2 separate regions of the Mus musculus genome follow, and region 1 is linked to region 2. A link is a contact called in public HiChIP or PLAC-seq data. All regions are on one chromosome and are shown on one strand. Each heading gives the region's core, a stretch centred on a gene start, on an enhancer-like site or on the middle of the called end of the contact. The rest is flanking DNA. Distances are from core to core; before and after follow the strand shown.

What was found. HiChIP or PLAC-seq counts read pairs in DNA pulled down with a chosen protein or histone mark.
Region 1: a contact with region 2 is called in an H3K27ac HiChIP or PLAC-seq map of embryonic stem cells, with 6 read pairs. The contact joins two enhancer-like sites. A contact is called at or near these places in 1 of 15 datasets of contacts at CTCF or cohesin (large pre-B cells), 4 of 484 Hi-C or Micro-C datasets (cerebral cortex, embryonic stem cells and epidermal suprabasal cells), 3 of 115 datasets of contacts at active chromatin or transcription factors (all in embryonic stem cells) and 2 of 9 other capture datasets (adipose tissue and liver).

Annotation. Positions count from the first base shown.
Region 1 is chr2:119,830,644-119,836,100 of GRCm38.p6, reverse strand. No RefSeq gene overlaps it. Among named protein-coding and RNA genes, the nearest start is that of Tyro3, 34 kb to the right of the region's middle. Within about 2 kb of position 1,715, at least 9 of the 459 cell types and tissues checked have an H3K27ac peak or open chromatin away from gene starts, as enhancers often do. A contact at or near this core is called in embryonic stem cells, where this site is marked.
Region 2 is chr2:119,704,772-119,710,242 of GRCm38.p6, reverse strand. It overlaps Rtf1 (RTF1, Paf1/RNA polymerase II complex component), which reads right to left. Exons shown (of 18, transcript NM_030112.2): 4 at 4,600-4,804. Among named protein-coding and RNA genes, the nearest start is that of Rtf1, 32 kb to the right of the region's middle. Within about 2 kb of position 2,447, at least 5 of the 459 cell types and tissues checked have an H3K27ac peak or open chromatin away from gene starts, as enhancers often do. A contact at or near this core is called in embryonic stem cells, where this site is marked.

The DNA of each region.
Region 1 (5,457 bases), core at 466-2,965, 130 kb before region 2:
CAGCCATGGATGACTTGGTAGTTGAGAGCACTTGTGTATAACCTGGAGGACATGAGTTAGGTTTCTTGTACCCATGTACCAAGCCTGTCATGATCCAGCCCACACCTGTAATTCCAGAGCTGTTGGGCGTTGGGAATGGAGACCAGAGAAAAAGTAATAGAAGAGGACTCTTGGGGCTGGAGAGATGGCTCAGCAGTTAAGAGCACACGGCAGTTGTAACTAACTCCAGTTCCAGAGCTCCTGACACCTTCACAGAGACAAACATGCAGGCAGAACACCAATAAGGAAGAAGGAAGAGGGGAGGAGGAAGAAGAAGAGGACTCTCAACAACCACCTCTGACCTCAGAAAGTAAGCTAAACATAAAAATAAAAGATGTTTGAAAGATAAGAACTGATCATGATGGCACACACCTTTATCTTTTTTTTTTTTTTTTGGTTTTTCGAGACAGGGTTTCTCTGTATAGCCCTGGCTGTCCTGGAACTCACTTTGTAGACCAGGCTGGCCTCGAACTCAGAAACCCACCTGCCTCTGCCTCCTGAGTGCTGGGATTAAAGGCGAGCGCCACCACGCCCGGCTGGCACACACCTTTAATCACAGCACTAGGGAGGCAGAAGCAGGTAATTTCTGTGAATTCAAGGCTAGCCTAATCTATTAAGTACCAGGCCAGCCAGGGCTACATAGAAAGACAGTGTATCAAAAAAAAAAAAAAAAAAAAAAAAAAAAGGGAGCGGAGACTTAGAAAGGTGGTTCAGTGGTTAAGGTCACTGGGTACCCTTCCAGAGGTTCTAAGTTCAATTCCCAGCAACCACTTAGTAGCTCACAACCATCTATAATGTGATCTGATGCCCTCTTCTGGCATGCATACATATATGAAAAAAAATAGGACAAGTTAGGTGTCTTAATGTTTATTTTATGTATATGAGTACACTGTAGCTGTCTTCAGATACACCAGAAGAGCACATCAGATCCCATTACAGATGGTTGTGAGCCACCATGTGGTTGCTGGAAATTGAACTCAGGACTTCTGGAAGAGCAGTCAGTGCTCTTAACCACTGAGCCATCTCTCCAACCCCTAAAAAAAATTTTAAAAAAGAAAGAAAAAAAGATAAGAATGACCTTTCTTTGGAATTTTTTTCTTTCATTTCATCGTTTTATTTTATTTGAGATCGACCACAAACTTGCTACGTAGCCGTTTTAGTTGGAGTTTCTATTGCTGTGCTAAACACTATGACCAAAAGCAACTTGGAGAAATGATTCATTTCGCCTCAAGTTTATACTAAATTGTGAAGGGAGGTAGAGGGAGGAACCTGGAGGCAGGAACTGAAGCAGAGGCCATGGAAGAGTGCTGCTTACTGTGCCCGGCATGGTGGCACATGCCTTTAATCCCAGTACTCAGGAGGCAGAGGCAGGTGGATTTCTGAGTTCGAGGCCAGCCTGGTCTACAAAGTGAGTTCCAGGACAGCCAGCGCTAGGGCTATACAGAGAAGCACCGTCTCGAAAAACCAAAGAGAGGAGAGAGAGAGAGAGAGAGAGAGAGAGAGAATTCCCCACAAACTTGCCCACAGGCCAATCTGATGGAGCCATTTTCTCAGCTGAGGATCGATCCCTCTTCCCAGATGACCCCAGCTGGGTGAGGCTGACAAATAGGTAATCAGCTCAGTAAGTAGCCTAAAATGGCTGGGTGTGTCTGATTGCTGAGAACTGGGATTCCAGACACCATGACCACACCCAGTTTAATCAGCGCTAAAAGATCAAACCCAAGGCTTCATATTTGCTGAGTGTGGGCTTTAACCTCCTCAACCATAAATCTGAAAAACATTTTTTAAAATCAAAGGTAGTTAGCCTTGCCAGAGTTTCCCAACCCCTTTCCTTTTATTCTCTCTTCGTCTGTGTGTTCCTTTGTGGGACACCAAGATTTTTTTTCTAGAAGCATCTATTTTGGGTGGTTTATGAGATAGACTCATGTAGCCCAGGCTGTTCTGGAATGGGCTACACTGCTGAAGATAACTTTGAACTTTTTTTTTTTCGAGACAGGGTTTCTCTGTGTGGCCCTGGATGTCCTGGAACTCATTCTGTAGACCAGGCTGGCCTCAAACTCAGAAATCTGCCTGCCTCTGCCTCCCAATTGCTGGGATCAAAGGCGTGTGCCACCACTGCCCAGCTGACATTGAACTTCTGATGTTCCTGCTTCCATTTTCCAAATGTTAGGATTACAGGGTTGTGCTACTATGTCCAGTCCTATCTTTTTTATTTATTATTTCCTTTTCTCCTGTGTGGCTGGGTTTGGGACACAGGCCTTTGTACATGCTAGACGAGTACCAAGACCATGAACTCACTTAGAACCTCTGCCTTCTGAGTTATGCACCATGATGCATAGCAGAGCAAGCATTTGCTTTTAAAAAAGATTCTCATCTAGGCAGTGGTGACTCTCATGCCTTTAATCAAGTTCCTGGACAGCCAGGGCTACATGGAGAAACCCTGTCTACACAATCCAAAAAACAAAAAAAATAAAAAAGACAAAGGATTCATTTGAGTGTGCATGTGTGTGTGTGAGTGTGCATGTGTGAGCATGTGTGTGTGAGTGCATGTGTGAGCACGTGTGTGTGAGTGTGTGTGTGCAAGCCCATGTGTGTGTGTGCGTGCGTGTGTGCATGTGTGTGTCTGTGTACACATACAAATGCACAGGGAAGCCCAGAGGATAATATTGAGTGTCATTCCTCAAGTCTATCCTTTTTCTCTTTCTTTTTTAAGTATTTGAGACACGTCTCTAGGCTAGCTAGCCTACCTCTGCTTCCCTGGCACTAGGGTTACAAGTGTTTATAACCCTATCTACTGTTTTCTTATGTGGACGCTGGAAGTAAAAATCAGGTCCTCAAACTTGGCGAGCATTGGAGCCACCTTCCCTCCCTAGACTAAAGGTTCTTGCCAGGCTCCATGGGGCAGACCTCTAGTCTAGCACTTGGGAAGTAGAGGCAGGAAGATCAGAAGTTCATGGTCTGCTTGTGTTTGTTTACTGCTTTGTTTTTGTCTCATTATGTAGACGAGGCTGGTCTGGAACTCACAGAGATGCACTTGCATGATGGATAAAGTCTACTTTGAATCAGTGTAAACTGAGTACAGTGATACACCGCTGTTATGCCAGAAGTTGGGAGTCTGAGGCAGGAGGATCTCAAGTTCCAAGTCTGAGGTCAGATGGAAGCACATAGTAAAATTGATAAGGCATAGAGGGGACAGACAGGGCACTTTTATATTCTCTATTACAAAGACATACTTGTGTTCTGGAAAAGTGCTAGGCTGATACCAATAAAAACTAACTGTAATCAGGGTTTCAAGAAATATTTGAACCCAGATATTCAGAGAATAAGGAACTGATACCAAGAGAGGCATACATATCACAAGTGTGGCAGACCTCCTGACTAGAAGGCTGACTGAGCTCTCAGATGCTGACTGCCTCTCTCTTTCTTCCCTGGCTTCTCTGTGCATAATCAGCTATCTAGGAAGGAGATGAGTAGCAGGGTTTTCTTTCTTTCTTTTTTTTTTTTTTTTTAAGATGTTACTCTGGAGCCTCGAGAGTTGGCTCAGTGGTTAAGTGCACTTGCTGATCTTCAAGAGGAGCCAGGTTTGGTTTTTAGCACCTATTTTAATCGTCCTGTAATTTGCGTTCCAGGGGATCTGATGCCCTTTTCTAGCCTCCATAGGCACCTACATTCATATGTGTATAACCACACACTGATACATACACATACTCATACACATAATTAAAAGTAGACTAAGGAGTTGGAAGGAATGCTCAGTAGTTGAGTAGTATTGCTCTTACAGAAGACCTGAGTTTTTGTTTGTTTGTTTGTTTGTTTTGATTTTTCGAGACAGGGTTTCTCTGTATAGCCCTGGCTGTCCTGGAACTCACTTTGTAGACCAGGCTGGTCTCAAACTCAGAAATCCACCTGCCTCTGCCTCCTGAGTGCTGAGACTAAAGGCGTGCACCATCACGCCCGGCAGAAGATCTGAGTTTTATTCCTAGAACCTACTATGAGCAACTGACAAGCTCTTATAACTCCATCTCCAGGATATATGATGCCTCTGGTGATGTACATGTACATGTCTTTAATCCTAGCTCTCAGGAGGCAGAGCCAAGCAGATCTCTGAATTTGAGGCCAACCTGGTCCACAGAGTAAGTTCCAGAACAGCCAGGGCTACACAGAGAAACCCTGTCTTGAAAAAACAAAAAGAAGAAGAGGAGGAGGAAGAGGAGGAGGTGGAGGAGGGAGAGGAGGAGGGAGAGGAGGAGGAAGAGGTAGTTAGTTATAAGCAGCACAATTACACATTTTTGTCTCAAGAAACAAAACAAGGCAGATCTGGAGAGATGGCTTAGAAGGTAAGAACAATTCTTGTTCTTGTAGAGGACTGGGTTCCATTTCTAGGACCTACACAGAGGCCCACTACTGCCCATAAGTTCAGTTTCAGGTGATCCAATGCCTTCTTCTGATCTCCTTGGATACCAGACATGCATATGGTCGGTCTATAGACACACAAGCAAGCAAAGAACTCATACATGTAAAAAAGAGGGGAGGAAGGGAGAGGAAGGGAGGGAGAGAAAGAGAGAGACAGAGAGAGAAGAAGAAGAGGAGGAGATGAGGAGGAGGAGGAGAAGAGGAGGAGGAAGGAGAGCAGAAGAGAGAATTACAGTAAGTTAAGTTTCATTCATTTGTTTAATTTTGAGACTGGGCTTATACTGTGTAGCCTTGGCTGGCATGGAACTCTCCCTGTAGAGAGCAGACTGGTGGAGATTCACAGAGATCTGCCCATTTCTGCCTCTTTTCTCTTTTTTTTTTTTTTTTTCCATTTCTGCCCCTTGATTGCTGGGATTAAACGAGTGTTCCACCATTCCCTGCTGTCCATTTATTTATTTTGTGGTGGTGGTGGTGGTGGTGGTGGTGGTGGTGGTGGTGGTGGTGGTGGTGGTGGTGGCGGCGGCAGCTGTGTGTAAGAATCAATGGGCCACAGTGTGTGTGTGGAGGTCAGAGGACAATTTTCAGGAGTCTGATGAGCTCACTTATGCCACAACATACATGTGGAGATCAGAGGAGAACTTTCTGGAATTGGCTCTTTTCCTTCTACCTTGTGTGGCCTGGGGATTGGACTCATGTCCTCAGGCTTGGCCACTGCATCTTTACCCATTGGGCCGTCTCACTAGACCACTCAAAGTTAAGTTTACACATTTGGGGAATTTTTTAAAATTTTACTTTATGTGTATGTGTGATTTGCCTGCATGTACATTGGTGCATCAGATGCAGCTTTGGTGCCCAGGGAGGCCAGAAGAGGGTGTCAGACTCCCTGGAACTAGACTTTCAGAGGGTTGTGAATCACCCAGTGGAATCAAGACCTGGTCTTCTGGAAGAACAGCCAGTGTTCCTAATCACTGAGACGGCAACCCAGCCTTTGTTTTGTGAGTTGTG
Region 2 (5,471 bases), core at 1,198-3,697:
TCCTGTTGGAGGAAGTGTAGCTTTGTTAGAGAAAGTGTGTCACCTAGGGGGTGGGCTTTGAGGCCTCTATGCTCAGGCTCCACCCAGTGTGGTTGGCTTAAGATCGAGATGTACAACTCTCAGCTCCTTCTCTAGCACCAAGTCTGTACGCTGCCATGCTTCCCATCTTGATGATAATAGACTGAACCTCTGAAATTATAAGCAAGCTCCAACTAACTGTTTGCCTTTATAAGAGCTGCCTTGGTCATGGTTCTCCTCACAGCAATGGAATTCCCAACTAAGACACAGTGCATTATGCATGCTAGAAAAAAAGGCCAGAACAACTTTAATGGCAAATTCACAAACAAACTACAGCATATATGTATAATGGAATGCTACTCAGCTCTAACAGGGAATGAAGTGCCAATAAATGCTACATGGACTAATTAAAAAAAACCCAAGCTAAGTGAAGTTAAGCATTTGGTGTATATCCCTGTGTCCCACTTGGGGGTCGGCACTAAGGTGTAAGGACTAATTGAGCTCAGGAGGAGACTCTCTAGGGACTGGAGAAATGGCTCCTCCATGCTTAGGTGCACAGGCCTGGGTTGGATTACCAGAACTCAATGCAGTAGTTACAGCCATTTGTAAGTCCAGATCTGGGTGACCTGATGTCCTCTTCTAACTTCTGCAGGCACCAGGCACTTACATGGCACACAGACACACATGAAGGGAATACACCCAGACAGAAAAACAGTTTAAGCCGGTTATGGTGGCGCTCGCCTTTAATCCCAGCACTCGGGAGGCAGAGGCAGGCGGATTTCTGAGTTCGAGGCCAGCCTGGTCTACAGAGTGAGTTCCAGGACAGCCAGGGCTATACAGAGAAACCCTGTCTCGAAAAAACTAAAACAACAACAACAACATTTAAAAATGGTAATAATAATAATAATAATAAAAGAAAGAAGTGGACAGTTGTAGCTCGGGCCTTTAATCCCAGCAATCAGGAGGCCAAAGCAAGGGATCTCTGAGAGTTCAAGGCCAGACTGGTCTACAAAGAATAGTTTCAGGACAGCCACAGCTATGCAGAGAAACCCTATCTTGAAAAACTAAAAACAAAAACAGCAAAAAACCAAAATCAAACAAACAAACAAAAAAGAAACCCCCAAACCCAAAACTTTCCAAAACAGCAAGAAAAGGTGAAGAGAGTTTTTTGAGTGGCTATCATGTACTGCTCCAGAGCTACAGAATATCATGGAGCTCAGGAGCTTTGTCACCACCTTCCACATTCTTTTAGCTGCTAAAAATGTCACTAAATACCACCTGCTTCTTAAAGGGGAAAAATAGAGGCTCAGTGATGGCATACTTTCCAAGCTTGAGAAAATCTGCTTCAGTTTGATCCCCAGTTCGTCCATTACCATAAAAAGATAAAACTCACTTTTAGTCATAAAACTGAGGAAAGAGGCAAGAGCATCTCTAGGAGTTTGAAGTCAGCCTGGTCTACATTGTTCCAGACCATTCAAGTTAGATGGTAAGCCTTGTCTCAAAAATAAAACAATAAAATGGAAAAAAACTCAAATATAAAATTTAGGACAGCCGGGCGGTGGTGTCCCACGCCTTTAATCCCAGCACTTGGGAGGCAGAGGCAGGCGGATTTCTGAGTTCGAGGCCAGCCTGGTCTACAGAGTGAGCTCCAGGATGGCCAGGGCTACACAGAGAAACCCTGTCTGGGAAAAAAAAAAAATTAGGACAAACTACTCTAAAAATTTGTGATTCTGGCCTTTTTTTTTTTTAAAAGATTTATTTTATATGTATCAATATATTATTGCTCTCTTCAGACACACCAGATACCAGAAGAGGGCATCAGATCCCATTACAGATGGTTATGAGCCACCATGTGATTGCTGGAAATTGAACCTCTGGAAGAGCAGTCAGTGCTCTTAACCGCTGAGCCATCTTTCCAGCCCGATCCTGGCCTTTCTTATGGTCTCCACAGTTCAGAAACCCAAACTTTAGAAGTCACCTTTCCTCACCCACAACTCCAAGGCAGTATTCCAAGTCCTGTTTCTTGCAATACAAGTTACCTTGTAGGCATTCACACTCAAAATGAATACCTACCACTTTCTGCTGACTGAAAGCCAAACATTCTTGTCTAGGATAACTTATCATAACTTAATATGGTCTTCAGAAGGGACAAACAGGCTCCTGAGGCAACAGAATTAACAGCTAACATGCTTCAATTTTCTTCTAATATAACAGGTAGAAAGGACAGGAAGCTAGTTCTGGGAGCTCTGTTACCCAAGACAAAAGACAAGTTTACTTTGACCTTTTTGGGAGAAGAGAAAGAACTTTTGTCATTTAAAATAAATGTGGCAACCCCTCGGGAGCCTTAAACAGATTCTGATTAAACACTTGAGTGTTTACAGCAGTGCTGATGACTTGGTAAACCATGTAAACAATGTACACCGAGCCACATCCCAGACCAACATTTCAACCTTTTGTTTTATTGAAGACAGTTTCAGTCTGGCTTCCTGAGTGCTGGGAACAGAGGCGTGAGCTACCAAAGTTGGCCCACATTACTTTCCTTAATTAGTAAAATGACATTCTAAATTCAAGGGCTGGACAGATGGCTCAGCCATTAAGATGGTACACAACCATGAAGTACAGAGTTCATATCCCAGCATCCACAGAACAAGCCAGGCAGTCTACATATTCCTGTAATCTCAGCTCCATAGGGAGTGGGGTGGAAATAGGACTATCACTGGGGCTTGCTGGTCTCTAGCTTAGCCAAGATCCTGCCTCAGATGAACAGGTAGAATACAAAGACACCTGACACCTGACAGACACTCTATTATAACTTTTGTGTGCACACATAGTCATGAGTACCTACATATATCGTACACAAAACAAGCACACACACACAATATAAAAGTCAAGACAAGATTATGACTTTCTCAATAATTTTTGTCTGGATGAAGTGAAATAGTATACTTACTTTATTTTTTACTTAAATTAATTACACTAGGTGACGGTGGTACATGCCTTTAATCCCAGTACTCGGGAGGCAGAGGCCAACCTGGTGTACAAATTAAGTTCCAGGACAGCCAGAGCTACACAAAGAAACCCTGTCTTGAAAAAACAAAAGTAAATAAGTAAAAATTAATTACATTTTATTTACCTTTTGTATATTTGTTTGTTTTTTAGTAAGTAGCTCTGGCTGTCCTGGAACTCACTATATAGACCAGGCTAACCTCGAAACTCAGAGATCCACCTGCCTTTGGTCCCAAGTGCTGGAACTAATGGCATATGCTACTACACAGGAAAACTTGTCTTAAAAATCAAAAAGGAAGGCACCACTCTGTAGTGGAAATTTTGAGGCCCTGGGATCTATCACGAGAACCACAAACCAACAAAAAGCCGACTACTGAATAATGCACATTAGTACAGAAGGCATAAATATGACCCTAAGCTATTTAGTTTACATTACACTAACAATCACATTTCCAAATGTCCATTCCTATGAACAGACTTCCTTCAGCTTATTAAAGAACTGCATATCAACGCAATGGGAGCCAAAACACTGACCCAACCTACCAAATATCATAGAGCCTAGCCTGACTCAAGCATGCTCATTTATTTATTTATTTATTTATTTATTTATTTATTTATTTATTTATTTAATTTTTTTGGTTTTTCGAGACAGGGTTTCTCTGTATAGCCCTGGCTGTCCTGGAACTCACTTTGTAGACCAGGCTGGCCTCGAACTCAGAAATCCGCCTGCCTCTGCCTCCCGAGTGCTGGGATTAAAAGCGTGTGCCACCACACCGGGCTCATTTTTTAAAAAAAAGATGTATTTATTTATTGAATGTATGTGAGTACACTGTTGCTATCTTCAGACACACCAGAAGAAGGCATTGGATCCCATTACAGATGGTTGTGAGCCACCATGTGGTTGCTGGGAACTAAACTCAGGACTTCTAGAAGAGCAGTCAGTGCTCTTAGCCGTTAAACCATCTCTCTAGCCTCACATGCTCAAATCTTAATTGTTGTAGTTTGGTAAAACCATTTTCACAAAGCATTGTTGGGATAATTTCTTGTGCACTGCGGAAAGATTATCTTTTTATGAAGCATCACCTGTCTCGGTGTTTTGTAAACATGTTCTCCATCACCTTCTGATTGGTTTAATAAAGAGCTGAACGGCCTATAGCAAAGCAGGAGAGGATAGGCCAAACTTCCAGGCAGAGATAGGAACTCTGGGAAAGAGAGAGAGAGGCGGGAGATTTGCCAGCCAGACACAGAGGAAGGAGGAACAGGTACAGGGACTGAGGAAAAGGTAACTAACAAGCCACAGGGTGTGACAGAGCTCGAGGGTCGGGTTTACTTAGATGAGCTAGCTGAGGGTCTGCCAAGCTCAGGCCAAGCTCTCATAATTAATACAAAGTGTCTGTGCATTTACTTGGTGGCCGGTGGGACAAGACATCCTGTGAAATGAAGTGTTTGGCATCTCGTGTAATTTATCAAAAACTGTAATAAATGAAAAAAATAATTATATGGGTAAAGCCTTATACCACTGTGAAGCTGGAGAAAATCTTAAACTGTGAGAAACTAAGTGTACAGACAGCTTACCTTCTTTTCAACACCTCTCTCTTCTCTATGCGGTTGAAGAGCTCCTGCTCCCTCTCCTTCTCCGTCATCTGCTCCAGTCGGGCCCTATCTTCCTCATCTCCCATAAGATCCTCTCCATAGCCATCATGGAATTCTTCATCTTCTGACGAGGAGTCTGAATCTGAACTGGAAGAGGAGCTGCTGCTCTCAGAATCTGACACTTCACCTGCAACGAAAACGTGACACAAAAGCTCACACATGCCCTGTGACACAAAAGCTCACACATGCCCTGTGACACAAAAGCTCACACATGCCCTGTGACACAAAAGCTCACACCATGCCTTGTGACACAAAAGCTCACACCATGCCCTGTGACACAAAAGCTCACACACGCCCTGTGACACAAAAGCTCACACACGCCCTGTGACACAAAAGCTCACACACGCCCTGTGACACAAAAGCTCACACATGCCCTGTGACACAAAAGCTCACACACGCCCTGTGACACAAAAGCTCACACACGCCCTGTGACACAAAAGCTCACACACGCCCTGTGACACAAAAGCTCACACATGCCCTGTGACACAAAAGCTCACACATGCCCTGTGACAGAAAAGCTCACACCATGCCCTGTGACACAAAAGCTCACACCATGCCCTGTGACACAAAAGCTCACACCATGCCCTGTGACACAAAAGCTCACACCATGCCCTGTGACACAAAAGCTCACACCATGCCCTGTGACACAAAAGCTCACACCATGCCCTGTGACACAAAAGCTCACACATGCCCTGTGACACAAAAGCTCACACCATGCCCTGTGACACGTGCCATCCCTTGGCTCTCCCACAGGAAAGCCACAAAGCCATTTCCACCCACTCGGGATGTCTCCT